Regions from separate parts of the Zea mays genome. Here all the other regions are linked to region 1. Evidence: chromatin contacts called from public Hi-C data. All regions are on one chromosome and are shown on one strand. The core of a region is the stretch at or near the end of the contact, and the rest is flanking DNA. Distances in the headings are between cores, read along the strand shown.

The links. A called contact is a pair of places that touch in the nucleus more often than the background predicts.
Region 2: a Hi-C map of endosperm shows a contact between it and region 1, with 2.1 times the contacts expected there. The contact joins the promoter of LOC103641592 here to the promoter of LOC100278683 in region 1. A contact is called at or near these places in 3 of 25 Hi-C or Micro-C datasets (ear, endosperm and leaf).
Region 3: a contact with region 1 is called in a Hi-C map of ear, with 2.6 times the contacts expected there. The contact joins the promoter of LOC103641588 here to the promoter of LOC100278683 in region 1. A contact is called at or near these places in 4 of 25 Hi-C or Micro-C datasets (ear, endosperm, leaf and 1 more).
Region 4: a Hi-C map of endosperm shows a contact between it and region 1, with 1.9 times the contacts expected there. The contact joins the promoter of LOC100282812 here to the promoter of LOC100278683 in region 1. A contact is called at or near these places in 2 of 25 Hi-C or Micro-C datasets (ear and endosperm).

What each region holds. Positions count from the first base shown.
Region 1 is chr10:113,257,070-113,260,107 of Zm-B73-REFERENCE-NAM-5.0, forward strand. LOC100278683 reads left to right here and starts at 1,460. Exons shown (of 11, transcript NM_001371665.1): 1 at 1,460-1,701; 2 at 2,642-2,714; 3 at 2,816-2,893. The coding sequence starts at 1,582.
Region 2 is chr10:113,647,492-113,650,529 of Zm-B73-REFERENCE-NAM-5.0, forward strand. It overlaps LOC103641592 (chaperone protein ClpC1, chloroplastic), which reads right to left and starts at 1,469. Exons shown (of 10, transcript XM_008664931.4): 1 at 1,043-1,469; 2 at 1-343. The coding sequence starts at 299.
Region 3 is chr10:112,922,950-112,925,987 of Zm-B73-REFERENCE-NAM-5.0, forward strand. It overlaps LOC103641588 (cysteine-rich receptor-like protein kinase 6), which reads left to right and starts at 1,470. Exons shown (of 7, transcript XM_008664926.4): 1 at 1,470-3,031. The coding sequence starts at 2,683.
Region 4 is chr10:113,539,288-113,542,325 of Zm-B73-REFERENCE-NAM-5.0, forward strand. It overlaps LOC100282812, which reads left to right and starts at 1,611. Exons shown (of 5, transcript NM_001155718.3): 1 at 1,611-2,069; 2 at 2,885-3,038. The coding sequence starts at 2,903. It also overlaps the pseudogene LOC118473581.

The sequences.
Region 1 (3,038 bases), core at 210-2,709:
GCGAGGGTTCCCTGCATTGTAGCTTCCTAGAAACTGTAGTGGGTTTTCTGAAGCTAGTGGAACTTTGTAAAGGCCTCGTAGTGGTACTCTGCCTCGCTTCCTTGGTAGAGGTGTATGGGGTCCGATCAACCCCGTGGCAAATGGGTAACACGACTTGTGGGTAAAGATGTGTAACCTCTGCAGAGTGTAAAACTGGTATACTAGCCGTGCTCACGGTCATGAGCGGCTCGGACACTCACATGATTAACTTATAGAATTAAATTCAATTTATCATTTGCATCGCATTGGGATTTATTATTATTTTAATTTACTATTGCTATGGTTTAGTATTCACTTACATTTAGTAACTGCTAATAAAATTTTGACCAACTTATAAAAGCAATGCTCACCTTCAACTTTTATTTTGTTGATCAGCCTTACACTTCACATGAATTCCCACCTTTGGTGAGTTCATGCACATTATTCCCCACAACTTGTTGAGCTATGATCTTTTGTGAGCTCACTCTTGCGATATATAAACCCTCCACATGTGAAGAGAAGGTGGTTGAAGAGGAGCCGCCCTACAATGAAGCTTACATGTTGATTTAGGTGGCGTCTCCCAGTCAGCTCTGTGGCGCCAGAAAATAATATTTAGTTCGTTTTTATCATTATTTATTTCCTTGTAAGACTTTCGTTATGTAATAATTATATTTATGATATTTATGACATTTATTTCTATACACTTTGTCATTATATGTGATGTTCTTTCTTGGCGCACATATGAGACGCACCCAACTTTATCCTTTAAATCCGGGTGTGACTGTTCTCTACTGCGGCTCGGTGCCAGAAATAGTTAATGCAGCCGACCACTTATGGCTGGTCAGTCTTAGGCCAGACAAGGAATCCCCTCGAGTGGCTTTCCTTCGGTTCGCGCGGTCCCCCTCTCTAGCTCCACCACGCCTAACCCCGAGCTTAGTGCCTCGGGGTTTATCCGGGGGCGAGCACTTCCAGGGTAGACAGTTCCCTTATCCCCTGCTAGTCGGTGATTCCATATAGTCCAGAGATTCTTATCCCGTACAATCTCTCCGATCGGTGGGCCTCAGAGACCCGTGGATCTTTTTCATGACAGAAATGAAGGGGATCGTAAAGAAATTTGAGTTTCCAAACTAGTGCTAAGAGATTTTTCTTCCTTGTCTTTTCGGGAGATTTTTCTTCCTTGTCTTTTCGGGTTTCTCTTCCCTTACTTTCAAACTTGCCTTTAAAAGTTCTAAGCAGGAGCAGCCATGCAACTACCTTTTTTATGTTTGTTTATGCCATATATTTGGGTCATGCTGGTTTCGTTTGGTCAAACATGGACCAAAATAAATGACTCCATGTATTCTCTCTCCGAAAATCACGCCATAAAGACTCTCCTCTCCGACGACTGACCGTTCCCCGACTCTCTCTCCACATCAGTTTTGGTCCCAAATTCAGCCTGAGAGCTGCAGCAGCGAAGAGCCGAAGAAAGCCAGCCTCGCCTTCCCCCTCTCCCCATACTAATCATCATCAAGGGCCTGCGATTCCAAGTTGCGTTTCCTGTCTGGGGATTCAGGGTGGAAGGAGATGAAATCGCCATTGCGCAGGTTCCGGGGCTTCGCCCTTCATCACCACCACCACCACAGGGAGAGGAAGGACCACCGCCCGCCGTCCGCCAAGCTCGACGAGCTCGTCTACGCCGCCCAGGTCTCCTCTCCGCCGCGAACGCCTCTGTTCATTCCTCTCGGTTATTGCCGTTCGTTCTGCCGTGTGGTTACGCGTTAAAGTCGGATCGTGTGTGCTCGTCGAGGAGCCGCTGTCCCGTCGCTTGCTTATGCCGCTGATTTTCATGGGCTGTGTTGGCCGCAGTGATTTGTTCCTGGGGCACGATGATTTTTTAGGATCGAATGACCTTCGCCTATACATTCTTTTCTGAGCTATAAATCCTTTTTCGTGTTTATTTCTTATATATAGTTTTGCGCTTTTTCTTTTAGACTGGGAATTCTACTTAGTAATCTGTTCATACATTATTTGGATATGATCAGTGAAATGTGTGGATTTGATCGCTTTCATGTATTATTGTGGCCACTAGAGATTTGGAGTCCAGAAGCACATAGTATTCATTTTGTGGCCTGTTTCTTCCTGGTCAAAGTCCACGGTAGGAAGCTTGGGTCGCAGAAAGTAGCTATCTAGAACTCGTCTACAGTCAGCAATTCAAAGTCGTCATGAGAGGAACTGATCATTTGTTTAACCTAGCATTGCCTGCTGGGCGTTATTATATTCAATACCAGTGGAAATACGTTTTCTGAAATTCAGGGGAATTGAGTCTTTTTTTTCAGCATTTCCGTCTCAGATACAATGAACAGTTCCTGTCTTTACTTGACTGCATCTTAATGGATAAATTATGGTGAAAGCTGTTCAGACATGAATGTGATGTTGGATAGTGATTGAAGTTTATTATATGGTACAAGTTTGACAGGACTATAAGCTGATCCATGATTTAAATTTTCAGACAAATTCACAAGTCATTCACTTTCTCATGTGAACTGTAATAGGAAGAAAAGATTTGGGGCCACAACTGCCCTCTAGTGGAAATTAAAAAAATTTAACCCACCTTTTGCAACAAACATGGAATTGTACTTTGCAGGAAATGGAAGATATGAGGAACTGTTACGATAGCTTGCTTTCAGCTGCAGCCGCAACGACAAATAGTGTATATGGTGATTGCTATTTTTACTTCTAATGAAATAAAACTGTCCCTATCTTCACATCAGATATTTCATCTGTCGTTCTTACAGTCACATGTAATCTATTTATACAGAGTTTGCGGAAGCCATGGGTGAAATGGGAACTTGCTTGCTTGAAAAAGCTGCATTGAATTATGATGATGATGAAAGTGGTGAGTGATTTCGTGGATCTGTATGTATGAGATGGAAATTTGTGGTTTGAAATTATTCTTACGAGTGTCTTTAGCAAATTGGTTTTCGTGTTTTAGAGCCAACTATACTATTTTTCAGCATATCCATTTCTTTCTTGAGCGGTGT
Region 2 (3,038 bases), core at 219-2,718, 390 kb after region 1:
TTGATTGCTTTCTCAGTGAAGCGCTCAAACATGGCACGGACCACCCCTCTTGAGGCTGACCCGCGTGGCCTTGCAATCTGGCTTGCCACGATTGATCCAAAGTCACGCTTAATTACAGACCTCGTATCCAAAAAGTTTGTCTGACGCAGCCCTTGGAAGCCACCAAGAGTAAGAGTCCTTGTTGGCGTATTCCGCACCATTGTAGCATTTGTTCTGGCCCTTGCACGCACACGGAACCGACCTGAGCTGCTTCTGTAAACGGCTGGAACAATAGCAGACTGAACAAGAGCGCCCTCCATGTTGAACTAGGAAAAGGCAATCCCAGACCTGTATCTACCAAGCCCTGAAAATTTGCAGAAGGAACTAAGTAAAACTGTAAATATCACAAAATGCTATGCAGATGCGGCAAACCAAACTAATTAAAATGGAAGAAAAGAGCTTGCAACTAAATCTGAAGGTGGCAAGTCAAATGGAAGAAAAGAGTTTGCAACTAAATCTGAAGGTGGCAATTCAGATGGAAGAAAAGAGTTTGCAACTAAATCTGAAGGTGGCAAGGATTCACGGAACTATCAAATACAATAGCAACTACCATACTGAAACGATTGCAGGTCTCGAATATATTATATTTCCTCGAATCGATTATGCATCCTTTCTGTGCCGACCCAGGCGCACACGCTTTAGAATCCCACATCGAATTAACACCCAACCCCACCCACCCAGCCAGGCGCCAGCCACCGTTCAACGAAACAGAGCCAAGAGATATGGTTGCTGGTTGAGACAACAAGACGCCCTCTAAATCGTATCAGCAGAATCTCAACTCTCAAGTGGGCAACATTTAGCCTAGGCGACGCACAACAAAAGCGACCCCGCCAGAGCCATCCGCGCTACCCACTAGGAAAGCACCCGCAGATGCGCCATGCAGGGCAGCCAAGAGATGAGCCGGCGGGACCAATTCCATCCAGCAACTCCTAATCCCCAACCACGACGCGCCGACAGACACCCTTCACATATTGAGACGGGGAATTGGGAACGGGGAGATTACCACGCCTTTGTTTCGTCTCCCGCAGAGGGGTCGTGGAGCTCGCACCGGCAGAACCGTCCCGACCCTACGCCAGCGAGGCGGGCGCACCCTAGACGCGAGAAGAGGTGGCGGAGGAGACGAGAGGGAGGGGGTAGCTGCCTGCCGCGGTAGTGGGAATTGGGAATGGAGAAGTCAGAAGATAAGGAAAGGAAGCGACGAGAGCTTGTGCTTTGGTGGAGTGGGTCGTACGTCACCCCATCCCAACACGGGCTTTTTCTCTATCTCGTTTGCCCGCGTGTACAGCCCACTTAGCCCATATACGTCCCTAGTTTGTGCAGCGGAACACCTTTATATTTCAGCGGCCTGGTTTGCTGGCTGGCTAAGCGAAATTTTGCGAAAGTCATTTTAACCCCCGCAGCTATTCACGAAGTCCGAATTACTCTTTGGTACGTAAGATTTGGGTTTTAGTCGGCTGTACGCTACTCAAATTTCCTCCGAAATTAGTGTAGAATGAGTTCACTTTTTTCAATCTCCCCTAATTCTAGAGATGTTTTGAGTTTGTAAGGGCTAGTTTGGTAACCTCATCTTTCTAAGAGATTTTCATTTTCTCATAGAAATTAGTTTATTTTCCCTTGAGAAAATGGGATTCTCATGAAAAAAATAAAGTTGTCAAACTAGCCCTAAACTATCCATTACAGCCACTACCAAATATGCTTCTACATTGCACGAAATCAAATAAGTTTTATACCTTGTTTGGATGTCGATGTTGGTGCACAGAATTGGGAATTGGAATAAGCTTTTATGAATTATGTTGTTTGGTTGCACATGGAATTGAGTTTTAGAATCAGAGAGCCAATTCCATGGTATTGAACTATAACTAGAAACTCTCTCTCTCCCAATTAAGAGTGTCACCCCTCTGTATTGCGTTGAATTAGATCACCCAGTTCCAAACTCCAATACAGTGACATCCAAACAATAGAAATGGAATTGCATCTCATTTCAATACCATGGCTGATTTGTTAGTTGTTTCATCATCATCATCACTAGAGCTACTACTAGATGCATACTCGTCATCATCACTACAAGATGTATATTTAGGAGAGTGGCTTGGTATGGATTTTTACCTTTTTAACCCTCTCTTGTCATGAGGCAAGTATGCTTGAGCTTGGGTAAGAGTGATGACTTGTTGAAGGACAATGTTGCAATGCTTTTCTCTTTAGAAGAGTCTGAACTCTCATCATTTGAGTCATATTCCTTCCCAATATGAGCTTCACCGCTATGCCTCTTCTTGAATAACTTTTATTCTTGACATAGCTCTTCTTCTCTTCGTTCTTTTCTTCTTTGTCTTTCGTCTTCTCATAAGGGCAACTTGAAATAAAATGCCCATTCTTGCCACAGTTATAGTGGTTTTTCCTTGATCTTGACTTTGAATTATCATTTCTTTTGTTGCTCTTATAGTTATGGTTCTTCGTCTCTTTAAGCTTCAAATGAAGAGTGTCATATCAATACTTAAGCAATCTTCACTTGATGATTCTTCAACAACTAGCTTGCCTTTTTTTCTTCTTGGTCCCTTGAGTGCAACATCTTGATTCTTTAAAGTAGCGACACCTTTGGACAAACACTTGACATACTTGGTTTCTTCTTCCATCATCTTATGGTTGATAATCTTGCCAAGTACTTCTTTCAGTGTCATCCTCTTGTAGTAAGGACTTTCTCTTATCAAGGTAGGTAGTGTCATGTTTTTTTACTGAGAAAGTCTGTAGCATCCTCTTCACTATTTCATGTTTGATCCACATCTTGCTTCCATAGCTTCTAATCTTGTTAATGATCTTCTTCAATCTTATGTAATCTCTTGAGGTGATTCATCATCCAACATCATAGATCCTACAAGTTCACCTTTAAGAAGCCATATTCTCGCCTCCTTATAGACTTGATACCCTCGTGAGCAACTTTGAGGGTATCTCATATTTTGTTGACACTTTGGGGGACCTGGCAGTGAGCGACAAGGTGGCTCCTG
Region 3 (3,038 bases), core at 220-2,719, 330 kb before region 1:
ATCCCTCAAACCAAACACACTATATATTCCTTTGACTGCATGTATGGTCGTCGTTACATCTACTTCGTCGTCGTCACTTTCCTCGTAAGTGCCGGAAATTGGGCCAGGCCGGCTCAAACCCATCGTGTTTCGTGCTAAATAGATTTAGGCTAGAAAAGCCTAAAAAAATTTTAGGTCGTGCCGTACCAGCCCGAAGTATAAAAACAATAGCCCAGTCCGGCCTAAACCATATCGTGCCTTTGTTGGGTCGTGCCGACCCAAGCCCGACACATATATTTAACCACGTAAAATCAAAATATTAAAACCATATAAAGTTCATAGCTTACTAAATAAAAGATATTAAACAATTTTAGCATCATTTAACCACACAAACTCTAAATATAATAACAATATAAAGTCGACATCTTACTAGATTAAATAAATTAAACAGGTTGAGGTTAATTGGGCCGTGCCGGCCTAAGCCCGGCCTATCTATGCGGGCCGTGCGAGGGGCCCGACGAGCTGAAATTTGAGGCCCGGCCTAAGCTCAGCTTCGGACCGTGCTAGCTCGACTCATATTATTTCGTGCCGGGCTGTGTTTTGGGCCCCTGTTTTCGGCCCGTGCTCGTGCTAGCCCAAAAAGCTCGACCCATATTCTGAGTAATAGTCCTCACCCGGCTTCCTTTTCACGATTAACTGTACGTGGATCCCAAAAAAAAAATCTCGGCTTCTCGCTACAGAGACGACCATGGGAAAGAATTAATCTAGAGGACGAGTCGTGAGGATATGGCGTTGCCGTCGGCCACCGTACGTGTGCCGTGGACGGCCAGCACCTTCCGGCTTGCACCGAACATGCTGGTGGCGTTGTTCTTCCTGGCGGCGCTACTGGCGGCCCCGGCGCGTTCGTCGTCGCCGTCGTCCAACAACGGCGCCGGTCTTCAGCAGCCCACCCTGACCGTCTGCTCCGGGCACTCCACTGTCGCCACGAGCGGCGAGTTCGCCAGCTTCCTCGCAGCCGTGTGCGCCGGAGCCTACGGCGGCGGCGTCGCCCCCCACATGTCCCACAGCATGTCCTCGTACGTCGCCGCCGAGAACCGGACCACCATGTACGGGGTCGCGCAGTGCAGCCCCGACGTGTCGGCCTCCGAGTGCACTGCCTGCCTCGCCGTTGTTGGAACCGGACCGCCCACACACGGCGTGTCCGTCGGGGCCGCCCGCACACACTGTGCAAGATCATGCATTGCATTATTAGTTACTTGTTTTAGTAATGCATATTTGTGTTCCACAAATAGATAGCTGCATGAGTGGTGTTCAGCCTGAATCGTGCTGCGTTCACGGTGAGGCGAGTGTGGTCACCGCCACGTCGCGCATGAAGAGCGTTCCCGCGCGTCAGGCGGGCGCGTCGCAGCGCGAGCGCGTGTGGCGGGTGATCGTGGGTCTTAGGCCTGTAAACACTAAGAATAAATAGCAAAGAGTACAACGAAAATGGTGCAACGTTTTGGCACCACAACTCTCCTGCGTTCAGTTCAGATCCGCTATTTTCGCGTGAGAGAAATCGTGGGCGACGGCGTGCGTCCCTGAGTACGTCGTCTGCGTTGTCGATCGCCACCGAGCTGCACCACCGGCAGCCGACGGCAACAATTGGTATCGGAGCCAGGTAGGCCCAATGCATTTTCAGACAAATCTTGGCTCACAATGTGTGAGGGGGAGATTGTTGGGAATAGTCCCACATTGTGTGGTGAGGGTGTGGTAGCATGGTTTATAAGGTTGAGGGTGCAACCCCCTATCAGGCTAGCTTTTTGGGGGGAGTGTTGGCCCAAGAGACCTAAAGCCCGCTGCTATACGTGCGGGCGCGTGTGTCGCGGCCCGACAGCCTGGATGGACGCGCCGTGTGTGCCGGCCCCGACGGACACGCCGTGTGTCGGGCGGTCCGGTTCCAACAATTGGTATCAGAGCCAGGTAGGCCCAATGCATTTTCAGACAAATCTTGGCTCACAATGTGTGAGGGGGAGATTGTTGGGAATAGTCCCACATTGTGTGGTGAGGGTGTGGTAGCATGGTTTATAAGGTTGAGGGTGCAACCCCCTATCAGGCTAGTTTTTTGGGGGAGTGTTGGCCCAAGAGACCTAAAGCCCGCTGCTATACGTGCGGGCGCGTGTGTCGCGGCCCGACGGCCTGGATGGACGCGCCGTGTGTGCCGGCCCCGACGGACACGCCGTGTGTCGGGCGGTCCGGTTCCAACAGCCGCAGCCTCGTCCAAGCTCATCGCCGGGACCGCGTGCGCGACGTCGGCGGTCTGGCACGACGCCTGCTTCCTCCGGTACTCGGTCCGCGACACCGGCCGGTTCCGCGAGGACGAACACACGGAGACCGTGTTCAACGCGAGCCGCGCGCTGTCGTCGTTGCCGCCGCATGTCGGCGCCAACAAAGCGGCGGTGAGGCGCCTACTCGCCGCCGTCGTCGCGGACAGCACGAGGAGCGGCCACATGTGCAGCGACATCGGTGTAGGCACTGGTGGGACGACTGCGGCAGGCGGCGGCCGGATCTACGGGCTCACGCGGTGCCTCGGCGGTGCCTCGGCCGGATCTACGGATCTACGGGCTCACGCGGTGCCTCGCCGCCGGGATCTCGTGCGCCGACTGCCGCCGCTGCCTCGGCGGCGCTCTCGCGGTGGTAGAGCGGGAGTACAACGGCAGCGCGGGGATGCAGGTCCTGCGGCTCAGCTGCATGGCCAGGTACGAGAGCTACCCCTTCTACAACACCAAGTCCTTGGCCCGGCGATCGCTGGCGTCGGCGATGATCGATTACTTCCCCTTAAATGTATCATCATCCTTTCCTGCGAGTGTGGGGGGTGTACAACCCACACCAGCGCCTCCTGGCGGTCGTAACCCATCGCCTTCACCGCCTGCACAAGCACGAGCATCACCTGCACCAGCAGCACCGTTGAACATCTCCGGGCCTGCAACTGCGACTCCGAGAGCTGCACAACCCACCCCAGCGCCCCCTGGCGGTCGTACTCGTACCCCACAGCATGCAGCTGCCGCAACGAATGGTAACAA
Region 4 (3,038 bases), core at 361-2,860, 280 kb after region 1:
TGGCCAAGGTAGTGCTCCTGATCAAGCAAGATAGCATTGGTGTCACTATCCCATAAAGCCCCACTAAAGTCCTTGAGCTTAGACACCCTAGACCATTTCTGCCTCCATTTCGTCAAGTGGTTATACACCTGGGCTCATTGCCTCCCCACTGTATTCCTTAAGGGCTTTGGCCATAGAGTTCACATCCTTGTCCTTGAAGACCTTGTCAGGCCTGCTACCATCACTAAGAAGTTGAGCCATCCTCCTAAGAATAAAGTCAGAGGTGTTTTTCCACCTCATTGCCCTAGGATCCCCAGGAACAGCAGCAACAAGTTCAGCTACTGCTGGAGCAGCACCGACACTAGATGCAGCAGAGCACTAGCTACTACACCAACACCAACCCTTATCATCTCAGTCATCACATCAGTAGCTGCCACAAACCCACCCTGATCACCATCTCAGACTAAAGATATCTTACCACTGGTTTGCATGTACAAATTAGGATAATAATATCAACATTGTAATCATGGCCACAACAAGAAAACACAAATGGGAAAACTTGGTCACAGTCATGTCAATCATATTATTACATGACCATCAAACAAACATGAGTTCCATAGAAGGGTAAACAAGCTGGATTCAATAATGTGGCCCATCATATCCTAGAGGTTCCCCTCCCTCCCCAGATAGCATTACAGATGGCATCCCTCTTTGCAGCCATGGCACTGTCAAGGCAACTGCTTGCTTACACAACAACTCACAACTCAAAGAGGGATCCATCTACATGCATATAAAAATGATAGATGAATTAAGCTCATCATACCCTGCTTGGTCTCAACATGCTTGCACAATGAATCAGTAAGGAAAAAGAGCACGATTGCATCATCTAGATATACCTCCAGGTGCACGTAAAGGACAACATCATTGACCATTTTAGTATAAATCCAAAGCAAACCACATGAAAATAAAAAATTGCAGCAAGTATACCAAGCATAACAAAGTAGATAACACATCCTTAAATCAACCAAAACAGACTATAACAAATCATGAGCAACCTATATTGTACCAAACCCTAACGGATTCAACAACTAGAAGAAATAGAAGATTACATGCCGATTTCACCTTGGGCCCGGGGTCGTAGCAACAAACACCAAGTAGATCTCAAAGTAGAGGAAGCAGACTGGAAGTAGAAGTAGCCGACGGGCACAAAGAGGAAGAAGTCCAACACCTCAGAGTCCCCACAGCAGCCGGAGCAGCGTGCGTCGAGCAACCTCAAAGACAGGGAACAGAGACGAACCCTGCCAGAGGAGCTCACCGTCGCCACGAACAACTGCTCAGCACCATCGGTCTCTCACGCAGGAGGATTCGCTGGTGTGGAGCGCACACGTGGAGGTTTCGCCTTCCCGCGCGAGCCACCCATCGACACGCGAGAGCGCCCCCGAATCACTCGCCTTGCGCCGCGAGCAACCGAGCTCACAAAAGACGAACCCTAGGGGTGTTTCCTAGAGCTAGGTGGGGGAAGGGGGAGGGGTTAATGTGCACGCGCACAACCGAGCTCTCAAATGGACCAAACAACACAATCACTAAAATTGCAGCCTAGAAGCGCAGTCAGGTGGTCGGGCCACCTTCACAAACACCACTTCTTACCGATTAGTAGAAAAAAAAACTCCTCGGCCCCAGCATTTTCGTGCAAGGGGCGAGCCGCCAGCTACTGCTGGCCTTTTCCCTCACACAAGTCACACGCACACCCGCTAGCCCCCGTCCCCCGTCCCGCCCGTACCTTCCTCCGCCGCCTCCGTCCTCGTTCCAACCGTGGGCAGCAGGCAGGCCCAAGTATCTGCAGTAGATTGGTGGAGAGGAAGAAGACGGCAGGCACCCACGCAGATCAAACGTGCTCCGCCACCCTTGGTTTCGGCGAATCGGCGCCGTACGCCGTAAATCGAGCCGTCTCCGAGCAGATCGACGCGCTGCATAGCAATTCGACCCGTCTCCGGCCAAATCGACGTCCAGAGCTGCAAATTGACCCATCTCCGCGCTGACCTCCGCTTGTGCCTGCCGAGGAGCGCCGAAGTTACGCCCTTCTCGTGAAGGTGTGCGCTCCGACTCACTTAGATGTAGGTCTATGTAAGAAGAAGAATCCCAAACAATAAGATGGACACCAAACGCATAGCTTTTTTGTATAGTACTTCTTTAGGAAGTGGCTTCCCTGGCCAGCTCTAGAAAAGCCAGCTCAAGCAGATCCAGACGGGGCCGACTGCGCAACCTGTTCGACCGGTCCTGCACCGCCTCTCGGTCGCCGAGCTTGGCTCTCGATCCCGCCGCTGGGGCACGGTTGGGGGCTTGACTCACATTTGGTGCTAAAAATTTACTATTCTAGAGCATTTTGCCTCCTCATTCATTAACTCAGATTGTTGAGATGGCAAAAGATGATGTTTATTCCGCCTGAAATCTTATTTGCACAATACATAGGCATTTTTATGGCATTTCTAGCAGCTGAAACAATAAATACTGTTTGTCGGTTCACTGAAGCATATATCGTTTCTAATTTGGTAATTGAGCCTCACTTAGATGATGGCATCAAATGTTTGACCTTGATGTTCTGCTAGGTAACATTAGTTGGTTACTTTTATCTGGATCATGTTCATCACGGTAGCATCATATGTAATGCTGTCCACACAAGTCAATCCCAGGGATTTCTTTAGATATAAATTTGTAATAGTTCGATTCATCTAATCTTTGATTATGTTAACAGAGATCTGATTGTTGATTTTTTTTGAAACTTGCCTTTTTATTTTTTGCTTTGTTTATGCAACAAAAGTTCTGTTAAAGTTTCTTTTTTATTACTAGGAGTAGAAAATTTAGAATTAGGAAGTCCCTAATGTTATTTCCTCATTTACAAATTTAGACATCCTTGATAAACCTGATGGCTATCGCGGAGAGCTGTGTTGATGCGGTGGTCATGGAGATGGTGGCTGTCTACTGCGGTGGCCTCTATGCCGCCAAGCCAGAGCTTGCTGCCCGCCGCATTGAGGCCATCGGCTTTCAGGTTGGGCACCAGC